Regions from separate parts of the Mus musculus genome. Here all the other regions are linked to region 1. A link is a contact called in public ChIA-PET, HiChIP or PLAC-seq and promoter capture Hi-C data. All regions are on one chromosome and are shown on one strand. Each heading gives the region's core, a stretch centred on a gene start, on an enhancer-like site or on the middle of the called end of the contact. The rest is flanking DNA. Distances are from core to core; before and after follow the strand shown.

Region 1 (3,430 bases), core at 692-3,191:
TCTGAAACTGTAAGCCCCCAATTTAAATGCTTTCTTTTGTAAGTTGGCTTGGCCATAGTGTTTCTTCGCAGCAACAGAAAAGAAACTAAGCAAGGACCAAAGAACATTGTTGCCCACTTTTAGGGTGTGTCTTTTCCATTCGATTAATTTAACATAAACCCTCACAGGCATGCTCGGAGGCTGACCTAATCTACGCTGTCTCTACAAGTGTACCCAAAGGCTTGACCCCCTAGGTGATTCTACATCCTGTCAATCAACAGTAACCAAGGTGGGGTAAGGCACGAGGTAGGGATGCAAGTGGAACTTCTAACAACTGGAAGGACAAGTACCAAGTTAGTCTTGAGAAGCTGAGAAAGTGTGTTGTGTTTGGAGCGAAGAGTAAGAGCTCTTTGTCTAGAAAGAAGATGAAAGGTTGTGTGTGAAGCAGGCTGGTCAACAAACTCAACATAAGCATCAGTACACCCATCACATACACACCACACGCCTATACACCACATATCACAAACACACCACACACACAACATGCTACACATATCACATACAACACTCTACACATCATAAACAACACACACAGCACACACACACACAACATACTACACACATTACATACGACACACACACACAAACATACCACACATATCACATACGACACACACACAAACATACCACACACATCACATATGACACACACACACCATATAAATGACCTCAGGCATTTGTAGCTCCTTATATAATTTCTGAGACCTAAATTAATCCTACCCCTTTGAGGTGTGACAATGTCCTTGAATGCTAATTTAAAAGTTCTCCTGGCTGGCAATTCCAATTAGCTTATACTAAATTCAGCGCACAAAATACATTTATTTTTAACATAAGGAGGCTTCTAATTCTTATTAATAGGACATTGGGTTCTTTTTCAATCACAGCATGAACAGATATTTTAAGAACAATGACCCATTTATGCAGCAGATTATTAGCTTTCTGGTAATGCACATTACCCCCCACCTGCTCTGGATGGAAGCCTTTAGCTCCCCTTCCCCAAGTCAAAGCGGGGCCATGTCACTGGCTATGTGAGCTCAAGTCAGCAAACTGCATGCAGCTCCCGGATTGGCTATTAGGGAACACCTTTTTTTTTTTTTTTTTCCTAACACACTTTTTTGGTAGATGTCTTAGAAGTACAATTTGGCAGTGTGGTGACTCTGTTCTGAATGCTTCCATACTCAGTCCCTAAGCTTTGGATACGTTTCTATGTTCAACAGGTCTCTCAGTTTAATGTTCAGAGATCTAGACTATGCTAACTGTGCTCAGAAAACACATGTCAACTCTGCGTTATTACTATGAATATCCTTTATTCTTATTATTTTTTAATTAGTTCTCTTCTGGGCAGTTGGGCCTAGTTTCTCTCTCTCTGTCTCTCTCTCTCTCTGGGCGTGGGGTGTCTTTCTCGCGGGTGGGGGTAAGGCAGGGACCCTCTACAAAGCTCTGGATGTCCTCAAGCTCACAGAGATCTGCCTGAGCGCGCCACCAAGCCGGGCTGGAACAGGGATTCTGGCTCTCTAGGTGTGAGGACTATAAAGTGCTCGGTGCACTCACCGCACCCTCAGGGTCATCAAATCCTCAACACACAAGGGCTTAGGTTCAGGACCCGAGTGCAGAGGAGTCGGAAAAGGGTGGGGTCAAAGTGGAAAGGTCAAAAGGCCAGTGTCTCCAGTCCAGAGCCTCGGACATCCGTTACCATAGCGACTTCAGCCAAGGAATGGAATTACCGAGGCCCCAACAGGCTTTGCGATCCCAAATCCCAGGGGTTTTCGGCGCGGCTCGTATTCCGTAGAGCAGCTAGACGCAGACACCAACGCCGACGCGGTTGCCTAGCGACACGCATTTTCCCAGGATGCCTAGCAGTGTTGTGTTTTCTCAGCCAATCAGAGTTGAGATGCACCTTCGCTGTGGACCAATAGAATGCGAGGCCGAAGCCCGCGACGGTTGACCCGGTGGCCGGTTGCTCGCCGACTCAGGCAGGCAGACGAGGGGCTCGGGTTTCGGCGCGGTTGGCCTGCAGCGGGCGAGCCTGGGCTCCGAGCGGCGCGGTGGTGTGGTTGCCAGGGTGGCCGCTCGCCATGCCGTCCCGGGTGGAGGACTACGAGGTGCTGCACAGCATCGGCACCGGCTCCTACGGCCGCTGTCAGAAGATTCGGAGGAAGAGCGACGGCAAGGTGAGGCGCCGGGCAGCCCTTCCACGGCGGGCTTAGGGAGAAGCAAGCGTCGCCCACGCTGGGGAGGGGCAGGGCGGCCACCTGAACTCTCGTGAAGGACCGGGCTGTAGCCTCCTAAGAAGGGACGGGCTCGTGGAGCGGGCAGCCGCGGCTGGGAACCGGTGGAGGCGCGAATCCGCGGCGAGCAGAAAGACGAGCTCACGTGACCTGCTTCGCCGCTGCGCCACACGCCGTCCCGGACTCAAGCGCTGGGGATGGTACCGCCCACATTTCGGGTGGGTCTTCCCACTAAATTAACCCGGTCTCGACTCCCTCACTGACACACCCATTGAGTTGTTAGTGTTTTGTTTTTCAACTTTGGAAATTTCACCCTTTGTCTCACACCTTGGAAATGTTGTATTTCAGATCCTGGTGTGGAAAGAGCTTGACTATGGCTCCATGACGGAGGTGGAGAAGCAGATGCTTGTGTCTGAAGTGAACTTGCTTCGGGAGCTGAAACATCCAAACATCGTCAGTTACTATGATCGCATTATTGACCGAACCAACACAACCCTGTACATCGTAATGGAATACTGTGAGGGAGGGGACCTGGCTAGTGTCATTTCAAAGGGGACCAAGGATAGGTAAGGTGAAAGAGCCCCACGGTTCGTATCTAATAATAATTAACTTCCATGTTTGTACGCTCTGAATGACTTGCCCCAGATTGAAGATGGCTTTTATTCAGGGTTGTGAAATGTGCTTTTTCTCCAGACAGTACTTGGAGGAAGAGTTTGTCCTTCGAGTGATGACTCAGTTGACGCTGGCCCTGAAAGAGTGTCACAGAAGGAGCGATGGTGGCCACACTGTGCTTCACCGGGACCTGAAGCCAGCCAATGTCTTCCTGGACAGCAAACACAATGTCAAGCTGGGGGACTTTGGACTAGCTAGAATATTAAATCACGACACGAGTTTTGCAAAAACGTTTGTTGGCACACCCTATTACATGTCTCCTGTGAGTATTTTAGAATTCAACTTTTTTTTTTTCCCTGAGACAGGATTTCTCTGTGTAGCCCTGACTGTCCTGGAACTCACTTTGTAGACCAGGCTGTCCTTGAACTCAAAGTGATTCTCCTGCCTCTGCCTCCCAAATGCCGGGAATAAGGGTGTGAGCTACCACACCTGGCCTAGAATTCAACTTTTTAATATCTTAGGTGAAGCATTCAGATGCAAAGAACTGAGGC
Region 2 (3,430 bases), core at 341-2,840, 300 kb before region 1:
CCCAGCCTGTGATCCCGAGGCATGACTAGGCCTCGGAAGGTCTAATAATCCATGGAAGATCTCAGACATCCTCAGCTCAGATCTCAGTGTAGCTGTTTGCTCTCTGTGGCTTTGGCAAAATCACCAAACCAGTTTTGCCCTCTTATAACACAAGTTTAGAAAACTAAGTGAGACATTTGAAATGTAAGTAAAGAAAAATATCTAATAAAAAAAAGAAAAAGAAAACTAAGTGAGATGACTCCCCCACCTCTTGTTTCTCTGGCTCTTGACAGTAGTAGCTGGCACCTTAGAGGAGATCTGTGCCAGGTGGGACCAAGTTGTGGTTGTTCAGGGATGGCTTTCTATACCATAAAACATCCCTAAAGTGATAGTCGATAGCTGTGGGGCCACACAGATGAGCAGAACCCAACCTGGGTTTGTCATGTATTCATCAATACTCTTCTTATTCCTTTCTCATTCTAAAAGAAATTAAAATATTCCTGCAGGCCCCTGAGCTCTACATTTCTGTACCTAACGGCAGCCTGGGCTCTGGAATCAGGCCACAGTCACTCCAAGCTCAGTTTTCCTTCATCTTCCAGTTTTGAGTCTTGTTGCAAGCTAGATGGACTGAAGTGATGATCGATCTCTCTTCCTCTCTCTCTCTCTCTCTCTCTCTCTCTCTCTCTCTCTCTCTCTCACACACACACACACACACACACACACACACACACACACACACACACCACGGAGGTCTTTGTCTCCCAGGGTGTCCACCTGCCACCTGGAGAGGAGAGTGAGTCTGCAGTGGGCGACTGTGGCTGGTTACACTGTATCTTTTCCAGCCTGTATCAGCTACATTTCTTATTTCTTTGACAAAAACATCTAACAAAGGCTGCTCACATTCTTCCCTTTGCATACAATCCACAATTCACTCTGGGAATCTATGCGTTTATTAGAATCATTTACAGAGCATGGGTGACTCCATACTAACCTCTCTGGAAGGTCTGCCCCCAGCATGGACGATGGCTCCTCACCCCCATGAATTTCCTTTCCTTAGGCTTCCCCAGCCTATGCACTTCAGCCCCTCCCTGAGACCCCAAGGCCTGTACAGTTAGGGCAGGACTGGGTACAGTTGGCTGGGGAGAGTTGCTGGATACACTAAAGAAGGTTCCAGGGTTTTCCCTTGTTCTATGAAGGAATGTTAGCAATGCTAGGATGATCTTTGAAGACTCACGAAGATGATGGGTAATTCACTTGGAGGATGGTACCGAACAAACACCACAAAAGCAACTCAAGGAAGGGTCTGATCTGGCTCACAGGTTGAGAAGACAATCCATCATGGCATTTGGAAGGCACAGCTCCAGAAGTGTGAGCATGCTGGTCACATTGTATCCATGACCAAGAAGTTGACATGGAGTTGAGGCTTAGCAAGGTTTCTCCTCTTACTCAGTCCAGGCCCCCAGCACAAAGACTGATGTGTACTTCCACTACATCTGAGGCTCCAACCTCAATTAACCAGGTCTAGAAACTCCTCACAGACAAGCCCAGATGCAAGCCCCCTAAGTGGCTCTAGATCCTGCTGAATTGACAGTTAGATTAACGGTCACAGCACATACAGTATTTCTGTGGTTGTTTTGATGTATTGCAGGATGTAGCTGTCTTCAATGGGGGAGGGGTGGTGTGAACACTTAAATGATAAAATCCCAAAAATTTGTTTGGTTTTTCAAGACAGGGTTTCTCTATAGCCCTGGCTGTCCTGGAACTCACTTTGTAGACCAGGCTGGCCTCGAACTCAGAAATCTACCTGCCTCTGCCTCCCAAGTGCTGGAATTAAAGGCATGTGCCACCACGCCTGGCTGTTTGTTACTTTTTAAATAAAGTATCTACTAGAGGTCAAGAGCTGTTACGGGAACTGGAGATTACAGCGCAATAACTAAAAAGCCGAGGTTCCTGTCCTCAGACAGCTTGCCTTCTGGAGGAGGGAGGCAGACAGGGACTGAACCAATTTCCAACTTCTTAGCATTGCCAAAATCCCCCGTAATCTTTCACCTGGCCCACTGTAGCCTCCCTTTCTGTTCTGGACCCGCCCCTTCCCATCTGTTCCTGTCCAATCACATCACCCCTCCAACACACTCCTCTCGTCTGGGGGCTTCTCTTCTGCTGTATTCAGTGTGAAGGAAGAGGCCTTGGAGACACAATAATAAAAAGAGTGGACTTGGTATTTACTGTTCGAGGTTTAGGTCTGAAGAGGTCACCAGAATTTGGTGATAATAAGGTCATTGAAGATAATGTGCTACTCTGTCAGAATACGTAACTTAAAAACAATTTGTGGAGAAGCGAAATTTATTTTGCTCATGGTGAAGCAGGCCTGATGGAGCGGAGCGGATCCCAACTCGGCAGCCAAGAAGCAGAGAGACAGATAGGTCTGGAGGAAAGATAAGCCTCTCCTCTTCCCCGACTTGTCCTTGGGGCCTCCTTCCCTTCCTCTAGCTAGGCTCCACCTCTGACAGTTTCCAGAACCTCCCAAAATAGCACCACTGTCTGGGGACCGATCCTTCAACAGTGAGTGTGTGGGACACATTTCATATTCAAGTCCTAACAGGTGCTCCCAAGATCTCAGATTGAGGCTGTGGCTAGGACTTTATCTTCCCGTGGAGCAGTCTGTGGACGTGGGCCTCTCCTCAATACCTGGAAGCTCCCTGCAGCTGACCGAACAGTACAGGGAGAGGCCCATCGGCCGGCCTCCTGGGTGTCTTAGTCCCTGGGTGTGGGTCTGAGTGATTTCCACAGTTCTTCACTACAATCGCTGACCATTCCAGGTGTCATTCACAACCAACTGCTTCTGGGACTGGGCTTTGCCCTTCGAAAACTTCCAGGAAGCTAGTGGGATGAAGCAGCCATTCTTCTTTCTGTCTCTGTTCCTACATCTAGTTTTGAGATCACATCAGTAATTGTCTCCTTCTTCAAGACCTGTTCGAAGTCCACTCCTCCCTCACTAAAATTTCTACTGTTTCAAGTATCTCATGTGATGGCATGGCACAGACTTTCGGCCCTAAGCTATGAGACACCATGGCCACCTTAGATCGGGCTTCTGTCCTTTCCAATGAGGAGGGGGAGTGTCTGAGATGCCTCAGTGGGCGCCCTGAGTGCCAAAGAATTTTCCGTTGCCCCCACAGTGACACCAGCCTGCCACCGACTGATGACTGCAGCTAATTACCTCATCTGAGTGGTGATTCCTTTCCTTAAATCCTGGCCTCTTGGCACGTTGAGCAGACTAGCCCATCGAGCAGACAGCAGCTGCAGTGTGAAGTTTCCTGGCATTAATATACTCCCCCTGATGACAGCATCTTCCTGTCAGAAACCAAGACTTTTAAAGCCCCAGAGCCTAAGGTTTGGGGACTGAGAGCCAGATTCCTCAAGCAGGTCACTGGGAAGGGTGGCGCATTGGGCC
Region 3 (3,430 bases), core at 409-2,908, 260 kb before region 1:
GAGTGCACACTTAACAATGCACCAGGGTTAGTTTACATCGTGTATGTGTGTCCTGTGAGCCGTATATACACCATGTGTATAGGAAAGTATACATAAAAGAGTGCACACTTAACAATGCACCAGGGTTAGTTTACATCGTGTATGTGTGTCCTGTGAGCCGTATATACACCATGTGTATAGGAAAGTATACATAAAAGAGTACACACTTAACAATGCACCAGGGTTAGTTTACATCGTGTATGTGTGTCCTGTGAGCCGTATATACACCATGTGTATAGGAAAGTATACATAAGAGTGCACACTTAATAATGCACCAGGGTTAGTTTACATCGTGTATGTGTGTCCTGTGAGCCGTATATACACCATGTGGAGGCCGGAGGTCAAAGATACCAGGTGTCTTTTCCATTGCCAACCTTAGATAAGTCTCTTTCACTGAACCTGAAGCTCGCCAATTCTACAAGGCTAGCTCTGGCCATAAGCCCCAGGAGTCTCCCAGGACTTCCCCAGCAAAGATTACACGTGGGTGCTAGTGATCTAAATTAAACTCAGGTCCTCATGTCTGTGTGGCAAGCACTTTACCAACTAAGCCATCTTTGCAGGCCATAAAGTATTCTTCTTTCCTTTCATTTTTATGGTTGTACTGGGGATTGAACCTAGATCACCAGACAAGTACAAGAGCTAGATTTCCCAGCTGATTTTGTCTTTTGAAGAGAGATTTGAATAGTCATATCATTAACAAAAGAGAATTTGAATAACAACTTACCCGGAGAAGTCTTTAAGCCAGTCATATTGAACATATAGATGTTGTCATCTGTGCAGTTAGCAAATAAAGTAGAGCCAGTAGAGTCTAAAACCAAACTCGAGTATCCTGAGAGAAGTTAATAATAGACTGTCAGTGAGGTTAAAGTGTGGGGCCAAAAGCAGTTCATGCCATAATTCTGTTTCAAAAATATAAAGAAATGAAAACTTTATTAAGATTTTTATCTTGACATCCATGTCCTTAACTCTTTCTCAAGTTTTTGCTGAAATTAGCCTTATATTAACACTTTAAGTCTTTTTGATTTCTAAGGGAAATTCATTACATCCCAAATTCTACAAAGGCTTACCTAGCTTTCGAGTGCTGGTACCTGGGTACAGGAAAGACTTGGATGCTATGGGTTCTTGTCGATAAGCAGTGTAATTCTTGCGCAAATCCCATACTTTGATTATTCTAAAAATCAAGACAAATACTTCATAAACCATCTAGACCAGTGGTTCTCAACCTTCTTAATGCTATGGCCCTTTAATACAATTCCGCGTGTTGTAGTGACCCCCAACCATAGAATTATTTCTATGGCTACTTCACAGCTGTAATCTTGCTACTGTTACAAATCATAATGTAAACATCTAACACACAGATGGTCTTATTGTGACCCTGGGAAAGGGGTGGTTTGACTCCAGTCTACACCTATCCTAACAATGTTACTTACACGCGTATGAAGTGACTTTTAATCTATGTCCTCCGGCACACTGCCAGGTACACGGAGAACAACTCACTGGAATCCAATCAATTTAACTATTTCATATGAAATTGTTTCCAGTGTCAAGCTTATAGCTCGTACAAAGGGAAACAGATGTGACATGACCCAGTGATGAGTCACTGACACTCATCCCAGGGCAGCGGGAAAAGGAAGCTGGAGGTCACATGTCGACAGTCATTGCTCCATTGTTCTTCTAGAAAAAACCCTGCCTAACCTGTAAGACCGCATATATCCCCCAAAACACAGGGTGTACACCCCATGCTTTATTTCTATACATAACTCCTTAACTAAACACATTTTCCTGTGAAAGAGGAAAACCATTTTCATTTTTCCTGTTGGGATAATTGTCTTGCTCTTTACTTTGTGGGTTTTCTAGAACTACACATTTACCATAAAATAAGTACCTTTAGGAAGACATTTTTAAAATTAAAAACTTGAATACAGAATTGTATTTATAATTGGAAATAGGCAAAGATGTACATGTAAAGGATCCCTGCATACAAACAATCTATTTTTACAGCATTCTGTAAAGGACAAATGAACAAGCACTGCAGACTCATTTGGCCATCAGTATTTAGATCAATTGTAGATAACATGCACATAGAAGTACGCAGGCCTTAACTTTACTGTTTATATCCCAAGCAAGCTACCCACCCTGCAGCAGCGATACTGCTATGTGCCAGAGGCAATGTGCACATGTATTATCTCAATTTTTATGTTCCAGTGTGACCTGTAAACTTCTTCCCAGTTCCATCACCCACTGTGTCTAAAATAAGGCACATACTTAACTTCTTCAATGGGATTAGGTACTACCATAGCTCACAAAGGCAGTGGGGTAAAAAGCAGAAGAAATAGTCTTTTACCCATCCACGGCTCCTGCTGAGACTAATGTATTCTCATCCTGAAAGAGGACCACAGTAACACTCTGCTGGGAATCCTAATAGCACAAGAAAGAAAAAAGGAAATTCTGTTTTGGGCATCATAGCTTCACCAGGGTATTTGACAAGGTACTTAAAACTAGCCTTTCTGAAGCTGCTGTGAGACTGTCTCCTAAAAGTGTCAAGAAGCTTCCCTAATATCCTAACAATATGGCTGCCTAGACAAGACCCGAAGCAGTACACTTACAGACAAGCCAACGTGGAAGAGGGAACCTCCCAGGGTCCCACATACAGACAAACAACTCTAAGCAATGAAGGAATGCTGACAGCAGGAGACAGTTATTCTCCAGTTATTCCATACCATGGGCTCAGCCCTGAAGTCATAGATACTAAATAATAAATAAGCACAACATGTTATATTTATATTTAGCATGCATGCATATGTGTGTATGCAACAATAACAAAGACAGAGAAGCCATGATTTTGAGACCAGGGAGGGGTAGAAGGCAAGAGTAAAGGGAAAGGGGAAAAGAATATATGTTATATATTTTTTTAATTTATTAAAACAAAGGCAGGGCATGGTGGTGCATTCCTTTAGACTTAGCAGGTGGGAGGAGAGGCAGGTAAATCTCTCGTAAGTTCAAGCCCAGCCTGGTTTACATAATAAGTTCCAGGTCAACTAGGCTACTTAGAGATCCTGTCTCAAACCAAACCAAACCAACAAAACCACACTTAAAAATTCCCTTAGTTGGGTACGATGTTTCAGTGAGTATGACACCTGTTGCCAAGCCTGAAGAATTGAATTCAATATTCATAATCCACATGGTAGGAGAGAACTGGGCTCCCATAAATTGTTTTTGATCTCTCCATGCATGCCATGTGTGTAACATGGGCACACATGTGGCGGTCAGAGGACAACTTGCCGGAGTAAATTCTTTCCTTCCATTGTGTGGGTTCCAGGGATCAACTTCAGGGCATCAGGAATGATAGAAAAAGCTCCTTTACTCACTGAGCCATGTTGCTGGTCCCTTA
Region 4 (3,430 bases), core at 270-2,769, 260 kb after region 1:
CTACAGAAAATGATAAGCTACAATAGCCCAGTGGTAAGTGCTACCAAGAGAGACTTCAATGTAGGACCACTGGAGCCTGGTTGAAACTTCACAAAAGTTGTTGAAATGTCTCTGCTGAGCTCACAAAGCAGTTAAACTGGACTGAAGGTGGCATTTTATGGATGAAAACACAAAGAAATTTCCCAGAGGGCATGGCACAAGTTTGAGATTGGTTAATAATCAACTGTACTCAGTTGTGAAATGAATGGAATGGAGCAGTCACTTGCTGCATGCCCACATCCATCCTAGACTCTTCCTTTGCTGGGGTCTGTACCAGGAGGTGGGTGAGATGAGAACAGGCCCTGGCTCCAGGAAAAGAACAATAAATGGGGGCAGAGACACAGGATGGGAAGGAAACCAAGGGTGTGTGCAGGAGGCTTTCCAGGGCTGGCTGCTTTCCAGACCATCTCAGTGGGATGGGTGAACTATGAGTCAAACCAGCTGACAACCTACATTTCTGGGACCAGAGTAAGTCACATAGTGCTGTTGGTAAAGTGTTTGCTTTGCAAGCATGAAGACATGAGTTCACTTCCCCAGAACCCACATATTAAAGCCAGGCATGGTGGTGTACACTTGTAATCCCAGCACTAGGGAGGTGGAGACAGCAGGAGCCCCGGGCCTCACTGGCCAGCCAGCCTAGACTACTTGGCAAGTTCCAGGTCAGTAAGAGACCCTGTCTCAAAACAGCAAAGTTGATATCATCTGAGGAGAGAAACCTGAGATTGTCCTCTGCTCTTTGCATGAGTGTGCACACATGCACATATACACGACTGCACCAATGAACACACATGTGCACACAAAATTATCAGAGGAACTCATGATTCCTCAGTCATATATTCTTATCTGTTTTCATCGTCCAAGGTCATGTGTCCTTTGTAATATCAAGGTCTGATTTAAAAGCTGTCCAAGGATCTCCCAGCATATGACTGTGAGATACACAGGTAGACATGCATTTTATGTGCAATTCATGTCATGAGAATTTCACTTCATAAAATAAGACATGATGCTAAGAATAGCAGGAAGTTCCAGTAAAGGTATAAATTTGATCAACTAAAACTAATTTAATCTCCTATAGTCATCTGTGACTGTTTTCTAGACCCTAGATCCCCATTAGCAACGAGTGGGTTAGATGTAATCTCACCTAGGCTCGTGGAGAAGCCGGCGCCTTCCCACCAGGTCCTCTGTAGGGCAGTGTTCTAGTCAGGGCTTCTACTGCTATGGTAAAACACTATGACCAAAAGCAACTTGTGAAGGAAAGGGTTCATTTCAGCTCATAGCCCCACATCACTGTCTGTCTCTGAGGGAGTCACTGAGCCTGGCTGAGGCTCTTCCAAAGCTTCTTTCAATGGCAGTGAAGAGCCTTCCTCTGAGATGCAGAAGCAGTTCCCGCAGGCAGGGCTCTGCTCTAACCCCATCCTCAGCTAGAACCAACACAAACTCTCTGTTCTCCACAGAGCTGAACAGGAAGGCCCTGCAAGGCAGGGGTCCCTCCCACAGCAGCCCAGATGAGATGAGACAAGGCCAGCGTTGGGGAGGAAGAATGACGAGCCAGGAGGGTGGGACTTTAGTTCCTCAGAGAAGTGTGATTTCTCTCTGGCTGGCCAGGAAGCCTCTAGTTCCTCATTTCCAACAGCTTACCAGACAGGGTTGCAGGGCAGCTCTAGAGCTACTACCCACACTTGTCCTGAGCCATGCCTGCCTTTGTCCCCTAGTTGGGAGGGATGATTCTGGGGAACACTGTCTTCTCTCAAGTCAGCCACAGCCAACCAGGGATATTTTTAAGTCTCCAGGAAGTCACAACAAAGCTTTCCCCTCAAAGGCCTGCTTGACTCCAGAGCTTTGAGCCTCAACTCTGTGTCCTCACTGTCTACAAACTTCTCCTGGGACAGCCATCTTTTATTACACCCCACCCACAGAGCCAGCAGTACCTGACTGAAAGCACTCAATTGGTGTTTGGTGAATAAGGTCAAGGAGAATAAGGGGAGGGGTAGGGGCCTCACATGACGTCGTGGTGCAAAGGGGCTGCTGGATGCAGGGCAGGACAGGTCCAGCTGAGGGGGACTTTAGAAAAACATGCATGGACCCCAGGTGCTAGAACTATGTGGTAGGAGGCAATGTCTACCTGTGGCTTGCTACCTCACACACCTAGCTTGTTTTAATCCTGACATTCCTGTGGCATACATATTACCATCATTCCCATTTTTCAAAGGAGGAAACTGAGGCTTGGAGGGATCCTACTTCAGGAAGTGGTCAATGCCCCTGAGGAATCAGCAGGAGCCACAGTCACTCCAGGCCCCTGCTTCCTCCCGGCCCACAGGGAGGCAGTGTATGTGGGTGGCACCCCATGGGTTCTGGGGTGGACCAGTCTGGATTCAAATTTTGGTTTTACACTGCATAGTCTTATGAACTCAGGCAAGTTACTTTGTCCCTAGGCCTCTCTGTTTCACACAATAATTAATAGTGACAGTGTAGCAACCTTGTAGGACTTCTGAAGAGAAAATAACACGATGTGCAAAGAGATGGCTGGCCTGCTAACTGCTTTTGTAAATACAGTTTTATCAGAGTGTAGCTGGGTTAATTTGTTTGCAGATGTTACCATGGCAGAGCTGAGCAAGCTAACTTGAGATTGCAGGGCAGCACACATCCTATAACAGTGACTATCTTCTCCCTAAGGGAAAAGCCAACTGACCCATGTATGTCTACATGAAAAGCGTTAGGAGGTGGGGAGGGGCACAGAATGCACTGCAAGGGCTCTGAAGATTATGAAGTATGTGCAACCCCACCCCCACTGGCTATCTCCCCTCATTCTCAGGATAATATGTCTACCTGACATGTCCAGCTGCCAGGTTCAGGAATCAAAAGTGAATAAGAGGGGCTGGAGAGATGATGCAATGCTTAAGAGCATTGGCTGCTCCTGCAGAGGGCTCAGGTTTGAATCCCACTACCCACATGATAGCTCACAACCATCTATAACTTCAGTTCCAAGGGATCTGACACCCTCTTCTGACCTCTATAGGAACTGTACACACACATGGTACTCAGATACACATTTGAAAAAAACACTTATAAATCAATCAATCAATCAATCAGCCAACCAATCAATCTTTAAAAAGGAAAAACCAAAACCAAAACCAAAACCAACTGACATATGAGTGAGCTTTTCATCTGGTACCTGCTGCCACCCCTAAATGAGTCCAAGGACTGCTCTCTGCATCTAGCTCCCTTCAGTTAGCTGTTTCCCTTCAACCCAGAGCTGTGGGGTGTGTGTGTGTGTGTGTGTGTGTGTGTGTGTGTGGTGGGCATGTGTGTATGCGTGTGTTGTGCATGTGTGTGTGTGCAGGTGAGTCCTGTCCTCAGGCCAACCTCAGATTAGTAGCACCCCAGCCACACA

What was found. Promoter capture Hi-C pulls out the DNA fragments that hold promoters and counts their contacts. ChIA-PET counts read pairs in DNA pulled down with a chosen protein or histone mark. HiChIP or PLAC-seq counts read pairs in DNA pulled down with a chosen protein or histone mark.
Region 2: a contact with region 1 is called in an H3K27ac HiChIP or PLAC-seq map of double positive thymocytes, with 6 times the contacts expected there. The contact joins the enhancer-like site here to the promoter of Nek2 in region 1. A contact is called at or near these places in 2 of 39 promoter capture datasets (the 3T3-L1 cell line and stem cell-derived epiblast-like cells), 1 of 484 Hi-C or Micro-C datasets (bone marrow-derived macrophages), 6 of 115 datasets of contacts at active chromatin or transcription factors (craniofacial prominence, double positive thymocytes, embryonic stem cells and 1 more) and 2 of 9 other capture datasets (adipose tissue and embryonic stem cells).
Region 3: a contact with region 1 is called in a promoter capture Hi-C map of the HPC-7 cell line. The contact joins the enhancer-like site here to the promoter of Nek2 in region 1. A contact is called at or near these places in 11 of 39 promoter capture datasets (the C10 cell line, the HPC-7 cell line, cranial neural crest and 6 more), 2 of 15 datasets of contacts at CTCF or cohesin (CD8 T cells and embryonic stem cells), 4 of 484 Hi-C or Micro-C datasets (bone marrow-derived macrophages, natural killer cells, regulatory T cells and 1 more), 24 of 115 datasets of contacts at active chromatin or transcription factors (the HPC-7 cell line, the SCID.adh cell line, bone marrow-derived macrophages and 16 more) and 4 of 9 other capture datasets (adipose tissue, liver, macrophages and 1 more).
Region 4: an RNA polymerase II ChIA-PET map of effector CD8 T cells shows a contact between it and region 1, with 11 read pairs. The contact joins the enhancer-like site here to the promoter of Nek2 in region 1. A contact is called at or near these places in 12 of 39 promoter capture datasets (the C10 cell line, the HPC-7 cell line, cranial neural crest and 8 more), 12 of 484 Hi-C or Micro-C datasets (the 4T1 cell line, the N1E-115 cell line, bone marrow-derived macrophages and 5 more), 15 of 115 datasets of contacts at active chromatin or transcription factors (the 230-238 cell line, the HPC-7 cell line, T-cell acute lymphoblastic leukemia and 8 more) and 2 of 9 other capture datasets (adipose tissue and macrophages).

Annotation. Positions count from the first base shown.
Region 1 is chr1:191,819,532-191,822,961 of GRCm38.p6, forward strand. It overlaps Nek2 (NIMA (never in mitosis gene a)-related expressed kinase 2), which reads left to right and starts at 1,942. Exons shown (of 8, transcript NM_010892.3): 1 at 1,942-2,210; 2 at 2,616-2,833; 3 at 2,961-3,201. The coding sequence starts at 2,115.
Region 2 is chr1:191,518,346-191,521,775 of GRCm38.p6, forward strand. No RefSeq gene overlaps it. Among named protein-coding and RNA genes, the nearest start is that of Gm32334, 33 kb to the left of the region's middle. Within about 2 kb of position 1,591, at least 38 of the 459 cell types and tissues checked have an H3K27ac peak or open chromatin away from gene starts, as enhancers often do. A contact at or near this core is called in double positive thymocytes, where this site is marked.
Region 3 is chr1:191,555,678-191,559,107 of GRCm38.p6, forward strand. Dtl (denticleless E3 ubiquitin protein ligase) reads right to left here. Exons shown (of 15, transcript NM_029766.3): 8 at 2,384-2,457; 9 at 1,107-1,210; 10 at 764-868. Among named protein-coding and RNA genes, the nearest start is that of Dtl, 18 kb to the right of the region's middle. Within about 2 kb of position 1,659, at least 37 of the 459 cell types and tissues checked have an H3K27ac peak or open chromatin away from gene starts, as enhancers often do. A contact at or near this core is called in the HPC-7 cell line, adipose tissue and bone marrow-derived macrophages, where this site is marked.
Region 4 is chr1:192,077,017-192,080,446 of GRCm38.p6, forward strand. The region is part of intron 1 of Traf5 (TNF receptor-associated factor 5); the gene reads right to left. Among named protein-coding and RNA genes, the nearest start is that of Traf5, 14 kb to the right of the region's middle. Within about 2 kb of position 1,520, at least 161 of the 459 cell types and tissues checked have an H3K27ac peak or open chromatin away from gene starts, as enhancers often do. A contact at or near this core is called in the 230-238 cell line, the HPC-7 cell line, T-cell acute lymphoblastic leukemia and 7 more, where this site is marked.